Regions from separate parts of the Mus musculus genome. Here all the other regions are linked to region 1. A link is a contact called in public HiChIP or PLAC-seq data. All regions are on one chromosome and are shown on one strand. Each heading gives the region's core, a stretch centred on a gene start, on an enhancer-like site or on the middle of the called end of the contact. The rest is flanking DNA. Distances are from core to core; before and after follow the strand shown. Region 1 overlaps Mdm1 (transformed mouse 3T3 cell double minute 1). Region 2 holds the start of Rap1b (RAS related protein 1b). Region 3 has its middle 21 kb from the start of Ifng.

Evidence for each region. HiChIP or PLAC-seq counts read pairs in DNA pulled down with a chosen protein or histone mark.
Region 2: a contact with region 1 is called in an H3K27ac HiChIP or PLAC-seq map of embryonic stem cells, with 2.3 times the contacts expected there. The contact joins the promoter of Rap1b here to the enhancer-like site in region 1. A contact is called at or near these places in 1 of 39 promoter capture datasets (the C10 cell line), 1 of 15 datasets of contacts at CTCF or cohesin (the NIH/3T3 cell line), 3 of 115 datasets of contacts at active chromatin or transcription factors (bone marrow-derived macrophages, embryonic stem cells and extraembryonic endoderm stem cells) and 3 of 9 other capture datasets (adipose tissue, liver and pancreatic islet).
Region 3: a contact with region 1 is called in an H3K27ac HiChIP or PLAC-seq map of embryonic stem cells, with 5 read pairs. The contact joins two enhancer-like sites. A contact is called at or near these places in 1 of 484 Hi-C or Micro-C datasets (cortical neurons), 7 of 115 datasets of contacts at active chromatin or transcription factors (CD8 T cells, SST interneurons and embryonic stem cells) and 1 of 9 other capture datasets (embryonic stem cells).

The regions. Positions count from the first base shown.
Region 1 is chr10:118,167,354-118,171,972 of GRCm38.p6, forward strand. It overlaps Mdm1 (transformed mouse 3T3 cell double minute 1), which reads left to right. Exons shown (of 14, transcript NM_148922.3): 14 at 698-1,646. The coding sequence ends at 810. Among named protein-coding and RNA genes, the nearest start is that of Gm40775, 20 kb to the right of the region's middle. Within about 2 kb of position 2,003, at least 9 of the 459 cell types and tissues checked have an H3K27ac peak or open chromatin away from gene starts, as enhancers often do. A contact at or near this core is called in embryonic stem cells, where this site is marked.
Region 2 is chr10:117,843,758-117,848,376 of GRCm38.p6, forward strand. It overlaps Rap1b (RAS related protein 1b), which reads right to left and starts at 2,217. Exons shown (of 8, transcript NM_024457.2): 1 at 2,074-2,217.
Region 3 is chr10:118,459,646-118,464,264 of GRCm38.p6, forward strand. No RefSeq gene overlaps it. Among named protein-coding and RNA genes, the nearest start is that of Ifng, 21 kb to the left of the region's middle. Within about 2 kb of position 1,831, at least 20 of the 459 cell types and tissues checked have an H3K27ac peak or open chromatin away from gene starts, as enhancers often do. A contact at or near this core is called in embryonic stem cells, where this site is marked.

The sequences.
Region 1 (4,619 bases), core at 753-3,252:
AGGGTAGCATAGTGCCAGATATTTTCCCCCTACATTTAGGGAGATTTTAAAAAAATGATATAACAAACCATGTTAAAATATAGCGTTTTGAAAAGATTTATTTTTATTACTTTTGATAATGTGTGTGAGAGCATGTGCACATGTGTGCATGTGTGTGAGAGCATGTGCACATGTGTACATGTGTGTGAGAGCATGTGCACATGTATGCAGGTGCCCTGGGCCAGAGGCAGGGAATCCCTGGAGTTGGAGGTGCAAGTGGTTGTGAGCCACCCAACGTGGATGCGAGGAGTTGAACTCAGGTCCTCTGGGATAGCAGCATGTGCCCTTAGCCTCTGAGCCATCTCCCCAGCCCCAGCATTTTGCTTTTTAAATTGAAAACCTTTTTTTTGCTCCAAATAGTTGTACTTATGAAAGTAGGATGGCTTCCCTGATAATATGGCAATCAGAAGCTGTGCTTAATTAATGACATTATGGGATTCCAATGATGTAAAAAATTTCCCATTCCATTGGCATGTTGACCTCTGATAAACGTGGGAAACGGCCACGAAAGATGATGAGCTCCCAGGTTCCCTGTTTCCTCATAGACAGCATCAGTATTAAGTCTCGATGGCTGCATTCCCTGGCAGTGGCACTTTCCGCATAGTCCTGTTCTTACGATGATTTACATGGATGTAATCCTGGGATTCTCTCATTACAGATGCAGATAGACTGTCTGAGATCTCTGCTCGCTCTGCAGTTTCCAGCCTCCGGGCTTTCCAGACTCTAGCCCGAGCTCAGAAAAGAAAGGAGAATTTCTGGGGCAAGCCATAAACCTCTCATCTTATCTAGTGACAAGCTGGCTCATCTTTACTCACTCAGTGTGTTAAGGTTTTCAGAGGGTTTGGAGTTTCTTCTAACACTTCTGACTCAGATAATTTGAATTTTCAGTGGCTCATCTTAGCCAGAAAATTGCCATGCAGCTGTGTCTAAGTCTGACTCTTTGAGAGCACCTTTGCACTTGTCTGAGTACAAAGGTGCGGGGTTGTGTATTTCTTCACACACTCTTGACTTTTGTGTCAGGTCTCGGGGGTTGCTAGTAGAAGCCTGAAGGTCATCTACAGAATATTCTAAAGGGAGAAAATGAAGTCAACATTAAGATCTTCCAACTTAATTTCCCCTCAGATTGGTCTTAGGCATTTTAATAGCTGTAGGTGTCATGAAAAGAATCTCACTGTTTTATTAGCGCCTTCTGTATACACAGGTGCAGTGTTAAGATGATTGGACTTTGAAAAGCTGGCTGTACATATTTTTCTTATTTATGTAACAAAATTTGCTGAGAGAATATGTATATTTTTGATCTTTTTATGTATTTTATTTGTATAATAACTGGCATACATTTGAATAATGTCTAGATTTTGAAAAATGATTTGTGAAATGGAGAATTAAAATTTTGTAGACATTTAAAAATGAAAATTAAGTGTGCTTGGCTTCTTCAGGAAGTTATCATGTGGAATAAATATCTTCTAGAAGCATTCTATTAGAACTGCTTAATCAAAAATTATACTACTATTGCAGCTGCTAAATGCAGTGAAACTGAGTCTACAGTATTTTTTTTTTCACAAATACGAGGTTTTAAAAACAGATTCATTAAAAAATTTAAACACCAACTTGATGCTTCTGTTTTCCTTTTGCAGGAGATATTTAACTGTTGTTTACAAATCAGGATAAATTAAAGTTTCTAATAAGAATGGGTTTCATAAACATGTTAAACACAATCTCTGTAGTGGTTCCTGTAAATGGCTTGGGTTTTCTTCTTTTTGATCAAGAGAGGGTCTCTCCGTGTCTAAGACTGCCCTCAAGCTCACTCACGATCCAGTATGACCGTCTGTGTTAGCCTCCTGAGCCTCGGAATTACAGGCAGGTGCCATCCTGCCTGATGAAGGTCCCCCAGATGCTGTGTGTTGGAAGGTTGGAGCCATTTAATAGCTCCAACGATTCGGAATTCGGGGGATTCGGAGAAGGAGGAGACCAGAAGGGAGGCCGGCTCACTGGGGTCGTGCCTGTGAAGGGTATGTTTTGTTAGCAGGTGTTGACCTTTGCTGACCCATGCAGATCGATTTGCAAGACCGGGGAGTGGGGGTGGGGGTGGGGGCTCTGAAGACCTTAAAGGATGAGGCTGACTACAGTCTAAGGCTGAGACAACCTCAGGGTCAGTGTACTTCAGTACACAAGCGTAACAAGGAAAGCGATGCTCCAAGGAAGGTTGAGCTCAGAAAACCGTGTAAATCAACACTAGGAAGACACACTAAATAGTAACACAGCCGCCCTTTCTCAGGGCAGACCAATTGAAGCACAATTGCCTGGCACGATGGATTATATCTGGGAAAGCACGAGATCAAGGCAGAGGGCCATATCCAGACTCAGGACACCCTGAAGACAACACTCAACATGTCCCTTCGCCAGATGGTGCTCTGTAGCTGTGATCTGACATCCAACAAAAGGGAGCATATCTTATAAGTTGAATGGAGATGTTTAACACGGTAGCGTGAGATCATGTCCAAGGACAATCAGGGAACAAAATTCACCTGAGGTAAATAGCCTCTGGCTTTTTCCTGGAGTCTTAGTAACAAGAACAGGCCATGAAGTTTCCTGATATGCAGAAGGAGCTGTGGGCTTGAATTTGCTTTAAATCAATTTTTATCTGGGCATGCTTTAAGAAGCGGATACTGTTGCTATTCTGTGTTGATGAGTTTGGACAGATTTCCACATCTGAAACCAGTGCAGGTACCAAGGGATGGGTCTGTCTGTCTGGTGTTTCCTGGTCCTCAAGGCAGCAGTGACTCAGAGTTCAGAAACTGTTTCTCTGGATTTCACCTATAATTTTGAGATCCCTCGTGCTTTTGGTGTGGCTATTTCCTTTTAAATTTACCACTGGCAAAGCCATTTTGGATGGCTTGTAGTTTGAGACTATACCAAACATTTGCTGTTTGCATTTGAGTCCCTATGTGGAGCTTTCTGCTCTCTTTAGAAACACTCTCTCCCCACCGTGACAGTGTCTCTCTTTGTAGTCTTGGCTGGCCTGGAACCGGCCTCTGCTTTGTGTTAGATACGTGCCACCATCTCTGACTTGAGTATACCTTATTTATTTATTTATTTATTTATTTATTTATTTATTTATTTATTTTTGAGCATATGTGTTAGAGGTACAATATGACCAAATGGGTACAATAATAACCTGGAGACTTTGTGTTTTTGTTTAAATTAGCATCTCATGAGCCACACTCAGGAGTGAACATTTACATTTAAATCCCTGTAAGAGCTTTCCCCCAGATGCACACTCTCCTCTTCTCTGCAGCCCCACATCCACTCCAGGAGCTGACTTTCTCTCTGTCCTCCTGGTTGAGAACCCAGGACAAGTGCCTATGTGTGCATACACATAAAACATGGTTTACATGCTAATCTTTGGTCCACCTCTGGGTCCCTTTGGGAGTCTGAATTCCAAGAACATTTGAAGAGCAACTAAGAACATAATAAGTATGTTTGGTGTATTAGTAGGGAATAGCATGCAATTTGAGCAGAATCATGTTTGCTTTATAAATAAAACAAATTTAATAACTTGGTCCAAGATTCTGCTGTCCAGTGAGTTAAATCTAGGCCTTCTTACTTGAATTCCTCCCACAATACTTTCTCTGAAGTGTTTTGCTCACATTTAATATCTACTATGAATCATCTTTCTGGTTGATTCATTTGGGAGTTAGTTTTTCTCCTTGGCTTCTTGGAAGATAAAATACCTTTCTTTTCGAGTCAGGAAAACAAGAGAATGTGGGCACAGGTTATCATGCGAGTGGACTCAGCCAGGATGAAAGCGAGTTGATTTCACAAAGTCAGTTTGTCCTTCTGTAGAGCAGTGTCAAAGCTAGCCTTTCCTGGGATGCTCAAGGATATACTATGTATGCACTTTTGCTGTGGTTGTGAACACAGAGCAGACACAGCGCAGTTACAAAATGTGTTGATTTTTCTGGATGTTTAACACAGGGACAAATAATCCAAAATGGTGGATGGACCTAGAGGTGATCGTATTGGATCCGGGAATATACTAGGATGCTTTTTCCATGTAGCAAGCAGCTACCCTTAAGGTGGCCTCCATTTTCTTTCTGCCAGTGACTCATCCACTAGTTTAATTCATAGGTATATGACACCCCAGACTCCGTTAGAATATTTCCTTGGAAACAGTGAGAAATGAAGATTTGGGGGACATGGAACTACCTTTGAGAGTAGGGTCCTGATCCCAAACAGGTAGAGTGATACTGGGGGGAGGGCGACTCACATCAATTCAAGACAAACAATGAATATTCAGATTATGCTGTTAAATTTCTTCATATATTCTATGTCTGATAGTATGCTAGAGCTAGCTTACGGGCCCCTGGTTAAGTACTCAATAACTCTGATCAGGTTGATAAACCATCAACAGTTTGAAACTGCCCCATCAGCAAGCCATATAAACCAGAGCACTCTGACCTCCCTCCCGGAGAAGGGGTGCACCAGCTCTGCCCTGCTGTGCTCTGTCCATCACTGCTGTTCCATCCGTATCGTTTCCGGGATGGAGAAAACATCCATTTCAAGAGATAAGCAACAGCTGT
Region 2 (4,619 bases), core at 967-3,466, 320 kb before region 1:
GCATGCAGAAGAAATCTACCCCTTCCTTGGACCTTACAACTTGGTAGAACAGAGAAACACACACAACAGTAACAGAAGACAGGAAGTGATACAAGCCACGGAAAGAACAGTGGTAAGACAGACAGAAAAAGAAGAAAGACACGTTCATCATTTCTGTGTCCCAGACCACAGACTAAAAATTAAGCCGGCTTAGCATGGGGCCCTTCAGATGTTAATCTGAGGTTCGATACATTATAGCACAAGCAACTATATGTCCTTTTGATTTTACTTTGCAGCTTCCACAGATAAGGTCACTGAACTTCTGTGTCAAACAAGAAAGTACAAGGGAATATAATGTACTACAGAGATTAAAAGTATGGATATCAAACAAGACTGTCATTTGGGATTCTGTGTCTCTAAGTTAAAATTATTTCCTCCTCGGAGTATTAACTTCCTCTAACCAAAACCAGGGGATGAAACTACCTAAGGGGTTGACGTATTCCATACCATTTAGCTAACTATGGCACTCTTGGAGAAGAGAGCATAATGGGACCAATAATCTCTACCAAGATGTAATTCACAATTAAAAAAAAAAAAAAGTCACATTGCTTCCTGTGGATTGTCCTTTATGGATAGACCACGGCTTTACAAATCAGCAGACTCAGGTAATTGGTTATCTATTTTAGGCCTTAGTTTCCTCCTCATGAAACGACAGGGTGGGACCAGATGATTTAAAGAGTCTCTTTCCGGCCCTAAAAAGCCCCATGACTCTATTATGACTTAATACACTGACTTCATATCAGGCTTTAAGAGTGGTAAGGGCTTTAAATTAAAAGAATTTCTCCATTCAATTAAGTTACTTCTTGCTAAGATAAACTCCTTTCAGGCAAGTCTCGACAACGTTCTAATTATACAAAAGAAAACTGAAAAAAAAATGAATTTACAAGCTAGAGGCACTCGGTATATATTAATACACACTGCCAGCAAAGCAAACATTTCAACGAGACTCAATTGATTTTTAAAATATTGAAAAGTCCAGCCTGCATCGTAATGTCAACTTTCAACTTAGTAAAAAAAAAAAATGTGAGTTCCTATTACTGTAATAAAGAAGTGCTTGTATGCACACGAGTCGAGAGTCGCAGGGCCAAAATATCTTTCTAAAGCATTGGGGGGTGGGAGGGGGCAAGCGAAAGGAAAGCAATCCCATCTGCTCAAAACTCTTAAGCGAAGATGTTTCTTCCAAAGGCATCTTCTCCTCCCGCCCCCCTCCACCCCAAGGAAAATCCCGAGGGCCTAGTTCCCAAATTCACGGCGCTGATAAGTCAGTTTCAGAATCAGACACCTCGAGATGGCGAAAAGAAAAAAAAAAAAAAAAGGAGAAGAGGACAAACTTCCTGGATTTTTCTCTCTGCAAGAGAAAAAGAGATTTCCTCTTGCTGACGAAGGAAAGGCCCCTTTAACATTTTTTTTTTCCCTCTGCACGGTGGCGGCTGCCAGACTAGGTGGGGCTCGCTCCGCTGCCTTCCTCCTGCCACTTCCCGCAACAAATGAAGCAAGCCAGCCCCGATCCGGGCAAACTTTTTCCCTGTCAGGCTCGAGCCCGCGGGGCGCCGGGGAGTGGTCCCCCCGCCCCCCCTCGCGACGCTGCTCCGCCCGCCCGGCCCCGGGCTGGGAGAAGCCCGGGTGTCCGCAGAGGACAACTTTCTGGTTTCCGCTCTAACTTCCACCCACCGCCGAGGCGGGGAGCGGGGCGCGGCGGGGAAGGCTGCGGGGGCCTCGGGCAGGCGGGTGGGGGCTCCTCGGGCGCTCACTTCCTCCGCCATATTTCAGACATTTGACCCCTTCCGCAAAGCGCGCTGCTCCCCCGCCGCGGCCGCGGTTCCTCCCCGGCCGCCCCGAGGCGGCGCGCCCCGCCGAAGCGAGCGAGGGACTCGGGGGGCCCCCCGCCAGCCACCTGCCGCGCGCCCGGGCCACCCTCGCCGCCGCGGGGGCCATCGGGCTGCCCCGCCCGGTCCGCGCCGCACCCCACCTCTCCCCTCAGCCGGCGCCCGGCCCCCCGCCAGCCTCGCGGCCACGCACGCACCCCGCGCCCACCTCTCGCGCTGTCACCGGGTCGCCGCCGTCGCCCTCGCCGTCGCCGCGCGTTCCCTTCGGGTCGCTGCTCCCGGCGCCACGGCGGTCTCTGCCGCTGCCGCCGTCGCCGTCGCCGCCGCCGCCGCCGCTCGGGCTGCTTTCCACGCCTGACTCTGGGCGAGGTTTGGCGGTGTCGCCTTGACGTCAGGCGTTCAGCCTCGCTCTCGCTTCCGCCCGCGGGCGGGGCGCGCAGGAGCGCAGCCCGGGAAGGGGCGGGGCCGAGGCGGGCCCTGGCGGAGGGGGGCGGGGTCTCGTCGTGCTCGCCTCGCAGTGGGCCTCGCCCCGGCTCTCGGTCGCCGGCTCCGGCCGTGGCCCTTCTCCCCTGCCCTGCGTCTCGTTGCTGCGGTCGGCCTCGCCCCCCGCTGGCTGGGCTGTCCGACATAATCGGTGTCAGCCTCAGCGGAGCGCATCCGTTTCGACCCCAGCGGGTAACGGGGAGCTCAGGGGCTTGGAAACCTCTGACGCCTTCGCGGGGCCTCCGAGTGCACAGTCGCCAACGCCCCCAGACCGTCGGTGTTCGCGTGGTCCTTTGTGCTGGGGAAGTAACAGAGCAGCAGTTCCCACTCCCAGAGCGCGAGGGCAGCTTTTCATTTTTCAAATGGCCTTTCTTTAGGTTTGACAAGTATTTCAGCCTGTGGTGTGTTAAGCAGGGCCAGCTGTCCAAATTACCCTGCCAGACGCAGTTCGCGAATGGAGGATTCCAAAGCATGCTTATGGCCTGTGCCTAAGTGAACAGTTTATAGAATTAAAATAATTGGTTCATGGAAGAGCATGCCTGGGGCGCCTTCATGACTTTATAGATTACTCATAGATGTCAGTCTATGATGTGACTCCGAAAAGCTCTGTCCAAAAATGACTTGTTCCAAAGAGCACAAGAACTTACATCGATCTAGGTAATTAGAATATTTTCTCACCATCACCTTTAATATGAGAATCATGCTATCAGAGCTTTGTTTGGAAGACTTTGTTTCTGCTCTGATTACGCTCTCTTCATTGCGTGGTCCTGGCTGGCCTGACCTTGCTATGTTGACCAGCTTGGCTTTCATCTCAGATACACCTGCCTCTACGTATGGAGTGCTGGGGATTAAAGGCATGCGCCACCACTGCCAGCGAGGGAAAAGGTTTTGATGAACAAAACTTGAGAGGAAAGTACTGAAAGGAGTAGGCAATTTAGCTGGCCCTCCCTGTACAAATTATTCTGGAAATTTAACGAACCCTAGAAGAGAAATGGAGACGTGACCACTACGCTAACCTGAGTTAAGTGAGCGAGTAAGAAAGAATTATAGCTGGGTCTCAGGATGCCAGTCTGTAAGAGCACACCTCTTTCTTCTGCAGACTGAGCAGGAGGTGGCTCCTTGCAAATTCTAGGTTGCTGAGGCCACAGAGTAAGTTAAAGCCAACCTAAACGGTTTTGTGAGATTCTCAAGAAGTTAAAAAAAGGGGGGGGGCATAGCTTAATGATCCAGTACTTGTCTAGCAAGTGTCCGAGTGTAGTAGGTTCAACCTTTAGAACAACAAAAAAAGAAAAAACCCATAATTGACAGTTGTGTGTGCTTCTGCACGCTTGTGCCCTCGCCTGTGGGCACACAGAAGCCAGAGGTGAACAGGTTATTTTCTGTCGCTCTCCACTTAGTTGTTTTGAAACAGGGTCTCTCACTGAACCTCACCAATTAGGCTTGAGTGGCTGGCCACCAATCTCAAGGGAGTCTCCTGTCTCCATTCCCACCACTCTGGATTCTTATGTGACTGCAGGGGGACTGAACTGGAAACCCCGGTTCTCCTGCCTGGGTAACAAGCCCTTTGTCCTGCTGAGCCCTCCTCCTCCCTGACAAGTTTTTGATAGCAGCGTTTTCCAGCTGCTTCATGGTTTGTATTACTTAAGTATTACCTATTTCAATAATTGTTATTTTCTCAGAACAACATTTTAGTGGCGGTTTCAAAGGCAAGTTTTGGAACAATCTGTTGGTATTGTCAATTATTCATGAATAAATTGCAATTTCCATTTTGCTCTTACCAATTACATATATACTCTGTCTTCACGTATAGCAGAAAAGAGCATCAGATCCCATTATAGATGGTTGTGAGCCACCATGTGATGGCTGGGAATTGAACTCAGGACCTCTGGAAGAACAGCCCATGCTCTTAACCACTGAGCCATCTCTCCAGTCCCCTATTTTATCAGTTATTGAAGGAAGATTTGACATGTCTCAAAGACTGACATTTTGAGCCAGGGTACTGATTACCAATGGGCTGTTTTGGTTTTATTTTTTTCTTTGTTTTAAACACTTTGACATTTGGGCAATTGCTTTTTTCCTTTGAAAGCCAGAGTTTGTGGCGTTGTTTAAGCCAAAACACTTTTATCATCTCACTAGGCTGATAACCATTGCATCTCTTATTAAATCATGATCAGCGTATAGAGCCCCCCAGAATGGACTCACTTTTGAATTTGAACCCCTTGCCCTATTTACCTGACAGACCAGGATATTGTCCGCTGGCAGCTTCAGTTT
Region 3 (4,619 bases), core at 581-3,080, 290 kb after region 1:
TATGGAATTCTCAAATAAATAATAAAAATAATGTGGTGATTTGAGTATGCTTGACACAGGAAGTGGCACTATGTGGAGGTGTGGTCTTATTGGATAAACTGTCTTTGTGGGTGTGGGCTTCTAGACCCTCATCCTGGCTGCTTGGAAGCCAGTCTTCTGTTTGCCTTTGGAGCAAGATATAGAAATCTCAGCACCATGCCTCCCTAGACTCTGCCACTCTTCCCACCAAAATGATAATGGACCTGTAAGCCAGCCTCAATTAAATGCTATCCTTATAAGAGTTGCCTTGGTCATGGTGTCTGTTCACAGCAGCAGACCCTAACTAAGATAAATAGTGCATGACTGAATCTGCAGCTACCCCCAACCCATCTGTTGCTTCTCCACGCCTATTGATGGTGAGCCAGGGTCAGATCACACACAAAGCCAAGTCTTGAAACTTTTTGGCTGGGGACGGCCACACAGTGATGGTACAGAAACCAGAGTTCTCTTGGAACTGAGAAGTGAAGAAACAATTGGCTGATTCCAGGGCATAGCTGTGAGAAGTATGGCTTTGAGTTGTTGTTTCTGAAGAGGAGAGAGTGAGCTGAGAGAGAAAAAGTTCTGTCTTTAAGAGATTTGTTTTTCTCCCTGACAAGTAGCTTAAAGGTCACATGCCGACTAGTATAGGAATGTTCTTAACCACACAAGTTTCAGTTAAAAATCAAAATCAAATGCTGCTAAGGAAACCAGTTTTTATTTTGAACATCAGATCGGCAAATAAAGAAAATTGTAACACCATGGGAGTGAGCGCCTAGAAGTTCAGTGCTCTGGTAGGCAGTGCCAGCCAAACCACAGACTGGATTTTCTATGCTAAAGTGTGGAAACATTTATTTTCATCTCTTTTTTTCCTTATCTCAGAGATGAGACCAGAATGGCATTGTCAAGGCCTGATTCACACCCAACTTCCCAAACTGCTGCATCTCAAATGTCAAACCATGAAGATATTTGGTTTAGGCAGTATCTTGATTGCAGGTCTGTCTAGAAAAGAAAAAAATTTCCTAGCTGTTTTGATCAAAGCTAGATATTTGATTTCTGCTTCTTCTTGGGGGAAAGTTGGCGAGAAACAGGGAGGCTGAAGAGACGATTAGAGAGCTGTCGCATCAGAAGTGAAAAGAGATGTTTCTAGAATGATCAGAGGGTTGGCGGATGCAGGTCAGCAAGGGATTCAGAACCCAACCAGGAGTCAGCATCAGAACCTATTTTAGGTTTCTCTCTCTCTTTCTCTCTCTCTCTCTCTCTCTCTCTCTCTCTCTCTCTCTCTCTCTCTCTCTCGTGTATGTGTGTGTGTGTGTGTGTGTGTGTGTGCATGCTTACTGTGGAAAGCCTAGGCATGGTAATGAATCTTTCAAGGTAGCTCCACGAAGGGATTGGTGTTGCTACTTTCCTTTTACAAGTGAGGAGAGTGAAGCCCAGGACCACTCAGCTAGTAAGCAGCAGACACAAGAATCAAATCCAGATACTTAAGCCCAGAAGCCACACCCTTCTTCAATACACATCTGCTGAAAGAAAAGGAAGCCAGTCAGGAGTGGGGAGGAATCGGACACCTGCTGGGCACTTATGTCCGGGCAGTGAATCTCAAAAAAGAATAAGTGCCTCTCACACGGATCGATGAAATTGAACAGAGGACCCAGATGTTTGGGTCATATACCTACAGACACCTGCTTTTCTACAAAGAAGCCAAAAAGCAACAGTTCAGGAACTCTTCATATGCAGCAATCCTGTATTCTTCAATGGAGTGTCACAGGGTGAGGTGTGGGTGGAGTGGGGGAGGGCTTGGAGTGAGGGTGGGGCAGGGCTTAGGTCAACCACACCCCAGGGTAAGCCCCATGCCCAGGAGCAGTCTGTCAACATGAATGAACTCGGTGGTATTTTTGTGTAGTTTCTGTTTTGTTTTCTTTTTTACCCCCTTATTAGTCTTTTTTGTTTCTATGACGTTTTTTGTTTCTTGAATGAGGGGAGAGAGAGAGAGAGAGAGAGAGAGAGAGAGTTGAGTGGATAGGGTGGTAGAGAGGATCTGGGAGGAGTTGTGAGAAGAAAAAACATGATCAAAGTACATTGTAAGAGAAACATATTTAAAAAAATAAAAAAAGAAATAGGTCTCCTTTGCATGGCAAAGGCAGGGGATATAACAGAATTGGTGTGCAAAAACCGGGGCAAGGGCAGGGCCTGCAGTCCTTTGTTCTGCTGGGCTGCAGCTTCCACACACCCCTCCATTTCTCCTTTCACTCATGGAAGAGCATGTCTCAGTCAGGGCTGCCTTCTGTTCTCCCATTATCCATGGTTATTTTGTGTTCCTGCAGCTTCTGAAGTGAGGAGAGGAAGTCCTTGGTTAGTTGTTGTAACAGCCACTCTGTAACAGGGAAATGTGTGGTTCCCAAGAGAAGCGATGGCTACGTCGAGAGCTCAGCTCTCAGGTCTGATCAGAGAGAATCTCAAAGGAAAGTCGGTGCTGGAAGGAAAAAAGAGACTAGGTTAAAATTTCAAAGTACAAGTCCTATGTTCTATCCCATAACCTTTTAAAATTAACTAATTAATCAATTAATTTTATTATTAAATTCCATTTAAAAATCAGTTAACTAATTTTGGTGGATCTCCTTTTTTTCCCTCCTCTACCTGTCCTGGAACTCAGCTCTTTCTCTGTTTACATGATGGTTCATTTAGGCCTGTTCTTTTGTGACTAAGAACCTGGAGCTGAGTGTATTCTCTTTGCTTCTCCTTGTCAGTTGGAAGGTAACTGATGAACTGATATTACATGGGGAAACAGACTGGATGCAGAACTTGGAGTAACTTATCCTAAGAATGTTGATGCCTTCAAAGAACAGTCTTTAAGTTCAGAAGACTTGATTTTGAAATAACCAAGTTTTAAAGGAGAAACTTCAGGGTGTTTGGGGTTATCCAATGTTTATAGAGCATTAGAGATGAGCCAGGCAATCTGCAAAGGCAACGCTGAAGTGTAAACTACTGTTTTCTTTGGAAAGTCAGTTATGTCAAACGATGTTTTGCTGGGGCACACAGATGAAGGGATGTTTTACTAAGGCAGACATCTGAAAGAATGTTTTGCTGAAGCAGACACAGATGGAAGGATGTTTTGCCATAGCAGACATGTGAAAAGACTCATAATGAAGGAATATAGATAAATACGACCCCACCGACAGTGGAAGCTGGGGCATTGGTTTGCTTTGCTCTGCCCTCACTATTCCTTGCTAACAATACACATGTATTGGTTCACCTTACATTGCATTGCTGAGTTCTGCTTGTGGTGATGTCATAGAGAGAAACTCACCAAAGAACTGCTCAGGAAGTTCCAACTGCTTCTTGTTGCTTCTGTGGCTTCTTCTTGGTTGGTGAGCTTTGCAATTTCTAATGGATTGAACTACCTTTGTTGGTTCCTTGTGGTGACTGCTGAATGGACATAGTCTGCAGCTGCTGGTTTGTGTTTGGTGTTTGCTACTGGACTGAGCTGCTGATATCCTGACAATGAAGATTGGACTCGGCCCCAAAGAACTATTTCTAAACAGGTCTACTTCCCCCATGTCCTAATAACTTTTCTCTTCTACTATCTCTGGTGGGTGGTGGGCTAGAGGAGAGGGTGGACCCTTATTAAAGTAGGTTGAGAAAAATTTGTGCCACCACAACAATTCTGTAGGTAGTATTTTTATGTGGTATTCCCGTGGGAAATTCATTTGTTTTATCCCATTTAGTCTAATATTGGTTTTATGAGTATATTTTTTTCTATTAAGTAGATTATCAGTTGACAACAACACATATGGGTTATTCAATGAAACAGGCAATGTATTTCTTAGAAGTAAGTATTGTAAGCCCAAAAGACAATGACAAACAATATATTCAAAGCCCTGAAGGAAATAAAAAGGCCAAAGAGTAAATGGGCCTTTTAAGCTAAGGGGAGTCAACAAACAGAAAGAAAAATGCTAGTTAGTGACATGAAATTAGTCATAAAAATAGCACACTTTCAAATTCAGAATACTGTAAAATTTTAATGATGTTGGACCCACAAATCACTAGACAAAGATTAAAAGGAAAAATTAAATGTAATATAGCTGCAATAATTTGTTAAGAATATGCATTATTAAAAGATACAGCTTGCAACTAAAAAGCCAAAATGTGAGAGGGTACACTAAACATATACTTTTTTCTTTTGTTGTTGTTGAGGGGTGAAATAATGAACTTAGAGATTTCTGCATGCCAAGCAGACACTTTGTAACAAAACTTCACTGCCAGCCCTTGTTGAGATTTTGTATTATTACTATTATTATTATTATTATTATTAATTTTTATCAGCTTTAAGTAGCCTTCTGTAGCTATCAGATGTTTCCTGCCAGTCTCATTTCCTCGCTGCTGTTGCAAAAGCCCGACTATGGCAATTGAAGAAATGGTTTCTTTTGTCTCACAGTTTGAAGGGAGACAGTCTGAGGCACTCTGACTTTGGCAGCAGGTCCATGAGGGGGCTGATCTGTGTTGTCTCCATTGTCAGGAAGCAGAGAGAGATGAATGCTGGCACTCAGCTCATGTTCTCCTTTTGCAATTTCTTATTCATTTAGATCCCAGCTCATGGGATTATG